Regions from separate parts of the Mus musculus genome. Here region 1 is linked to region 2. A link is a contact called in public HiChIP or PLAC-seq data. All regions are on one chromosome and are shown on one strand. The core of a region is the stretch at or near the end of the contact, and the rest is flanking DNA. Distances in the headings are between cores, read along the strand shown.

What was found. HiChIP or PLAC-seq counts read pairs in DNA pulled down with a chosen protein or histone mark.
Region 1: a contact with region 2 is called in an H3K4me3 HiChIP or PLAC-seq map of bone marrow-derived macrophages, with 5 times the contacts expected there. The contact joins two enhancer-like sites. A contact is called at or near these places in 1 of 15 datasets of contacts at CTCF or cohesin (the NIH/3T3 cell line), 3 of 484 Hi-C or Micro-C datasets (bone marrow-derived macrophages, cerebral cortex and forebrain), 6 of 115 datasets of contacts at active chromatin or transcription factors (bone marrow-derived macrophages, embryonic stem cells, extraembryonic endoderm stem cells and 1 more) and 1 of 9 other capture datasets (embryonic stem cells).

The regions. Positions count from the first base shown.
Region 1 is chr3:79,436,883-79,440,502 of GRCm38.p6, forward strand. It overlaps a transcript of Gm17359 not described here. Among named protein-coding and RNA genes, the nearest start is that of Gm36442, 73 kb to the right of the region's middle. Within about 2 kb of position 1,604, at least 31 of the 459 cell types and tissues checked have an H3K27ac peak or open chromatin away from gene starts, as enhancers often do. A contact at or near this core is called in bone marrow-derived macrophages, where this site is marked.
Region 2 is chr3:79,251,707-79,255,097 of GRCm38.p6, forward strand. 4921511C10Rik (RIKEN cDNA 4921511C10 gene) reads left to right here. Exons shown (of 3, transcript NR_045502.1): 3 at 1,768-2,207. It also overlaps a transcript of Rapgef2 not described here. Among named protein-coding and RNA genes, the nearest start is that of 6430573P05Rik, 33 kb to the right of the region's middle. Within about 2 kb of position 1,900, at least 101 of the 459 cell types and tissues checked have an H3K27ac peak or open chromatin away from gene starts, as enhancers often do. A contact at or near this core is called in bone marrow-derived macrophages, where this site is marked.

The sequences.
Region 1 (3,620 bases), core at 354-2,853, 180 kb after region 2:
CCTGCTTTGAATGAGTACGAAAATTCTTGGAGGAGGTGGGGGGGGCATTACAGATGTAAAAGAGATGAAAGTCTCTGAAGTTTATTACAATATCACTCATCATGTTCACGCCCATGCGTGCATGTGCACGCGCGTGCACACGTGCACACCCCCACACCATTACTACTACATGGATTGTAGTTGTATATTTATTTTCCCCCATATTCTCTTCACTGCAAAGACCTAAACATAAGGGCCAATTCAGTAGCTGAAAATTCCCTTATGTTTTAGATAGGGTTTTACTACTATAAACAGACACCATGACCAAGGCAACTCTTATAAAACATTTAGTTGGGGCTGGCTTGCAGGTTCAGAGATTCAGTCCATTATCATCAAGGTGAGAGCATGACAGCATCCAGGCAGGCATGGTGGAGGCGGAGCTGAGAGTTCTATATCTTCATCTGAAGGCTGCTATGAGGAGACTGACCTCCAAGCAGCTAGGGTGAGGGTCTTAAAGGCCACACCCACAGTGACACACCTACTCAAACTGGGCCACACCTTCTAAGAGTGCCAATCCCTGGGCCACACATATACAAACCATCACACGTTAGTACTTAGATTCTTTTAGTTTGTTTTAGGGACTAGATCACATTGTGTAGCTCGGGCTGTTCTTAAACTTACTCCGTAACCCCCCAATTGGCCTCAGTCTTGCCTCAGTCTTCGGAGTGCCAAAAGAAAACAAGCATACATCCTACACCGGGCTAAGTGTTCAGATTCTCCAAATACCTTCACACCAAAAGCAATCAGGGCATCTTGGAGAAATGGCTAACTATAGCTTTGGAGAACGAGATGAAATAGATGAACCTGAAGCATCTCAACAGGCCATGCAGCAAGACCAGACAGCAAAAGAGTTGTCAAAACTCACTGTAGGGCTGGAGAGATGGCTCAGCAGGTAAAAGTGATTGCACAGTAAATGTGATTATCTAAGTTTTACCTACACACTCATGTAAAGATGGAAGGAGAGACCAGATTTCACAAAGCTGCCCCCTGACCTCTGAAAATGTGCACTCACATCTTTATATCCACTCACCCCATAACAGCAAAGCAAAGCAAAGCAAAACAAAACAAAAAACACCCTCTCAAGTCGAAAGGAACTGGAGGAGTCAGACTTGAAGAGATTTTGGGGCTGGAGAGATGGCTCAGCGGTTAAGAACACTGGCTTAACCTCTTCCAGAGGTTCTGAGTTCAATTCCCAGCAACCAAGTGGTGGCTCACAACCATCTGTAATGGAATCTGATGCCCCCTTCTGGTGTGTCTGAAGGTAGCAACAATGTATTCATAGACAGAAAATAAATAATTCTTTTTAAAAAAGAGAGAGAGAGAGAGATTTTGTGGGCCAGAGACAGAGCATTTGCTTAGTAACCAGGAGGCCTTGGGTTCCATCCCCAACACCAAAACAAATCAGTACAGAGGCCCTTTTTGGAGCATTCCAGTGAACTAACTTTGAAAACAGAAAATAGGAGGAAATAAAGTCATGTGAGTTCCACTTTTGCAACACACAGCACACCACCATATAACCACACAGAAAGTGAGGTGACTTTAAAAGAGGAAATCCAAGTTCTCCAGCTTATGAATACAAAAGGAGTAACAGAAATGGAGGCACCACCCCCATGTGAGGCCTAAACAGTTACTGCATCTATGCACTGGTGCTAAGAGGCCACCAGGAGCATCGCAAGCAGAATGCGTAGATCGTATGTGCCTCTTAGGTTATGTGCCTTGTGATGGGAGAAGCTAGGCCCTTTCTAGAGATCATTAAATGGTTCTGAGGATGGAACCCAGACTCTCCTGCAAGCTAAGCACGGGCTCTATCATTGAACGCCTTCCCATTCTCCTTTCCAGACTTACACAGTAAAGACCTAGCATGGACTTCAGCATGTGACTGCCTCTGGAGGTAGACATTCAAATGATGTCACCGAGGAATCCTAACTCCACTGATATTGGGAGTTTCTTAAAGATTGATTGATTGATTGATTTATATGAGTACACAAGCTATCTTCAGACACACACCAGAAGAGGGCATCAAATCCCATTACAGATGGTTGTGAGCCACTATGTGGTTGCTGGAAATTGAACTCAGGACCTCTAGCAGAGCAGTCAGTGCTCTAAACCACTGAGCCAACTCTCCAACCCCAATATTGGGATTTTAAAAAGTTATTCCCCCTTAACCTAAAGTGTTCTGGTTGGAATCTGTGTCTCCACCCTCCCCTCCTAGCATTGGGGTTCCAGACATATCCCACCATGTGCAGCTTTTATGTGTGTTCTGAGCATCTGAACTCTGGGCCTCATGCTTGCACAGAAAGAAAGCATTTTACCCAGGAAGCCATATACCCAACCTTTAAGGAGATTTTAAGAAGAAATTAGGGTTAGCATGTTGCTCAGTTGTTAAGCCTTTCCCTGGCATGCATGAAGCTATGGGCTTAGTTTTTAGCATCACAAAACAAAAATAAAGGAACATGAGTATGCTCATTATGAGAAGAGGTTGTCGGGACACAGGTACAGACGGGCCCACAAGACACACATGGAGAGACACATCTACCTCGCTGCTATTTAAGCCACCAGCTTGTAGTGTTTTGTTACAGCAGTCCTAGCGAATTTGTGAAGTAGCCTTGCCACAGAACTCAGCATGACACAGACCCAGCTCCGACTCCCACTGACGACGTGTAGAAATAAAACGATGTCAGAAAATGTCAAACAGTATCAGTGAAGAGAGACAGAAGATACATGACAGAAGTTTTATGGGACAAGCAACCCAGTTTTGTTAACGAATGAGCAGTTAAGACGTAATAAAAAGCCTCAAAGAGTCACCAAAGAGGTGTGAAGCTAATTTGGATTTTCCAACACTTAAAAAAGTTGGGCTGGAGAGATGGCTCAGCGGTTAAGAGCACTAACCGCCCTTTAGAAGATCCTGAGTTCAAATCCCAGCAACCACATGGTGGCTCACAACCATTCATGATGAGATCTGATGCCCTCTTCTGGGGTGTCTGAAGACAGCTACAGTGCACTTACATATAATAAATCAATAAGTATTTTTAAAAAGTTAGGAGACAACTCAACTTTTGGATAGTGATTAGTCAAAGTATTAATTGTTTAGGGTAAATACTGGCCAAGCGGTTACGATAAGAAAAAGATGTCATGTGTTTTATACCATAGAGATAGGGTGTCCTGGGGATGGGGGTTAGTAATGAAGAGAGAGATGAAATAAGATTGTCTGTCAACTGATGCTTGCTGAGTTGGGTAATGAGTAGTAGGATACCGTCATTTGTGCACTGTGTGATGAGGAGTGGGGCACTGTCATCTGTCCACTGTGTGATGAGCAGTCGGGCACTGTCATCTGTCCACTGTGTGATGAACAGTCGGGCACTGTCATCTGTCCACTGTGTGATGAGCAGTCGGGCACTGTCATCTGTCCACTGTGTGATGAGCAGTGGGGCACTGTCATCTGTCCACTGTGTGATGAGCAGTGGGGCACTGTCATCTGTGCACTGTGTGATGAGCAGTGGGGCACTGTCATCTGTCCACTGTGTGATGAGCAGTGGGGCACTGTCATCTGTCCACTGTGTGATGAGCAGTGGGGCACTGTC
Region 2 (3,391 bases), core at 650-3,149:
TGGTTTTTTTGAGACAGGGTTTCTCTGTGTAGCCCTGGCTGTCCTGGAACTCACTCTGTAGACCAGGCTGGCCTCAAACTCAGAAATCCGCCTGCGTCTGCCTTCCAAGTGTTGGGATTAAAGGCATGCGCCACCACTGCCCGGCTAGTAAAGCATTTTCTTATACTGTTTCCTATCTCATCTACTGGACCTGATGCTGACAGCATCTCACGGAGCTTCCCCATAATTACAACAGTCCTCTACACTACCACCCTATTTATCCAGTTGTTTCCCCAGACTGCAGCACACCCTGAACTCTTGGTGTTTTTGACACATGGAGCTGTTACCACAACCTAGCATCTGGTGATTTCAAGAGACACATCACAAAGTTATTTTAGAAATGACAATATTAGTGGGATTAATATCCAACTTCCAAAAACTGCTGCTCCAGAGTGAAAGATGTCTCAGGTTTTGATTTTTCTTTTTCTTTCTTTCTTTTTCTTGCTTTTTTTTTCTTCCTTTTTTTGGGAAGATAAAATTGTTTTTTAAGTATCTCACCTGCCACTTTCTCAACCTTCTTGAACATATGTATGTAAACACTAAAAAAGATGGCTATCTTACTACTGAGACTTTACTAGCAATACTAAAATAAAAATATTTTTATTAAAAACAAAAACAAAACCAGTCATGGTGGCACATACCTGTGGATCTCAGATGGGAAGATTAGGAGTGAGACCAACCTTGGCTACCTAACAAGACAATGTTGACGGACTCAGCCAGTAAAGACACTTACCACCAAGCCTGACATCCTGAGTTCAATCCCCAGGACCCACATGACAACTCCTGCAAGTTCTCTTTTGACCTCTACATGAGGCCCATGCATACACACACACACAAACACACACACACACACACACACACACACACACACAATGTAATAAAAGAAACTGAAAATAAAAGAAAAGAGAGAGAGAAAGAACAAGCAACAAAACTGGCTCTGATCCCAGCACTTGGGAGGCACTGGCAGGTGGATCCAGCCTGATCTACAGAGTGAGTTCCAGCACAGCTAAGACGACACAGAGAAACCCTGTCTCAAAAACACAAAAACAAAAGCAAACTAAGAAAATGAGCCTCACAGCGTAAGCACTGAGACTATTACAATTAAACACAACTGCCTAATCTGTGGGGATCAACTGAAGTAACTTCCGAATCTTGTGAGCTGCACCATGCAGTGCTAGCAAACTTCAGGTCTCTTCCCACAGCAGTGACTGAAGGGGGGTGGGGGAGGGCCCTCTTCATTCTCACAAGGATCCCATCTTCCCCTCAACCCATCTCTCAGCAGCAATTCCTGTTTACCGGATCCCTTTTCTTCCTGTTCAATGACTCCACCCCTATTCTGACAAAAAAACAAAAACCTGAGGGAATCTACTTTTAGCACACACACACATTCACTGAGATATTTCTGTTCAAACAACAGGATGCCGAGTTGTTTACAGCTGGCAGAAACCTTAGGCTTTGTTCACTGCCCACTTGATGACACCTAACCTCCTACGTCTCATACACTAACAGAAAGGGACAGAACACTACTGAGCTCAATGTCCTTGCGATTTAAGGATTAAAAGTGGAAGTGTCCCACCAATGCAGTTCAGAGGGGGAGGTCTTAACTAGGGGAAGTGTCCCGGGTTGGGTCTATGGCACAGAGTGCTAATGGTGTAGGAAATGATGCTCAAAATTCTCTAGAATCTTCTCTTGTCTTCTACCTTTAAACATGTGTTTTCTACTCTATAGAATGCACTTCGCCAAACTGTTGCAGAGTTATCTGAAATAAGACTGAACAAAGCCCAGAGACGGGGCAACAGCTCACTTCACCGTTTCTCTGTGCCGTTCAGCTGCACTCTGAGGTGTTCATTCTTCTGCATCAGCACACTGCACGCCCACACTACAGCAGGAACCCTGCAAGCACGGTTGGTCCTGTGCTTCAGCCTCCCTGTACCATGCAATGATCTCGGTTCCTAGCACACAGGTATGTTTCACAAGCACTTAGCATGTGGCAGGGGTTAGGGGGCCTCAGGTGTACAAATGTGTACGTCCTAGAACTCTGTCATTGAGACTTAAAGCTGCCGCCTGACCAGATGTATCAAGCAGCTTCAGACTCTTTCATGAAACCTTTTCAATATCCTGCCCTATTTATTTTGTTTATATTTTGGAAATAAAACTTTGTGACAATTAAACGGGTAGGTGTATCCTTTCAATGCATAAGGACCAACTGTAATGTAGGACCGCATGGCCCGTACACTCACCCTGCTATCTGTAATTCAGTGGTCTCAGACAACTTGATATGCCCATGGGGTACCACATGGATATAGAAATTCTGCTCCTTCACAGAGGTCCATTTCCTAACACTGTCAGCTGACTCACAATGCTTATGGACAAAGCAGAAGCCCCATTACTCAGAGATTACACCGGGTGTGATGGTTTGTAAATGCTCTGCCCGGGGAGTGGCACTATTAGAAGGTATGGCCCTGTTGAAGAAGGTGTGGCCTTGTTAGAGTAGGTGTGTCACTGTGGGTGTGGGCTTTAAGAACTTCATTCTACCTCCCTGGAAGCCAGTCTTCCACTAGCAGCCTTCAGATGACGCTGTAGAACTTTCAGCTCTGCCTGTGCCATGCCTGCCTGGATGCTGCCATGCTCCCACCTTGATGACAATGGAGTGAACCTCTGAACCTGTAAGCCAGCCCTAACTAAATATTGTCCTTATGAGAGTTGCCTTGGTCATGGTGTGTGTTCACAGCAGTAAAACCCTAAGACACCAGGAGTCTGACCAGGCGTGCCGCCTTTGCTCCCTCCTCCACACACCTGCCTGCCTTTCAAATGCTGAGAGATAAAACCGTATTCAATGTGGCAGGGCAAAACTATGGCCAAACTAGACATACAGCACACACAACTTTAGCTTGGGACACTCAACTATGAAGTCCCCCTTGCTACTCTCTATGAAGAGTGGAACACTTCAAACCGCTTACAACGGCAGAGGCTGTGATCCCAGAACTTGGGAGGTGGCAGCAAGATCGGAGGTTCAAGGTTATCCTCAGCAACACACCAGGCCGGGATAAGCCACGGAAATTCTGGTCTCAAAAGTAAAAAAAAAAAAAAAAAAAAAAAAGAGGAAATACTGTGTATGGCTGGTTTCTTGTGTTTTAACATATGTGTGTCCAATTTACATCTTTGCTTGTGTGTAGAGGGTGAGCCCACCTCTACCCATCCTAGATGAGATTGGGTTCTCATTCCAGCAGGGTATTGACTGAGTTGAAAGTGATAAACCGCTAAGAATAAACGTCTTCTGGTCAAGCATCTCTCCAGGAGTAAAGGGAGGAGAAACCATAACCAGGATGTACTATGTGAGGAATAAAAAAAA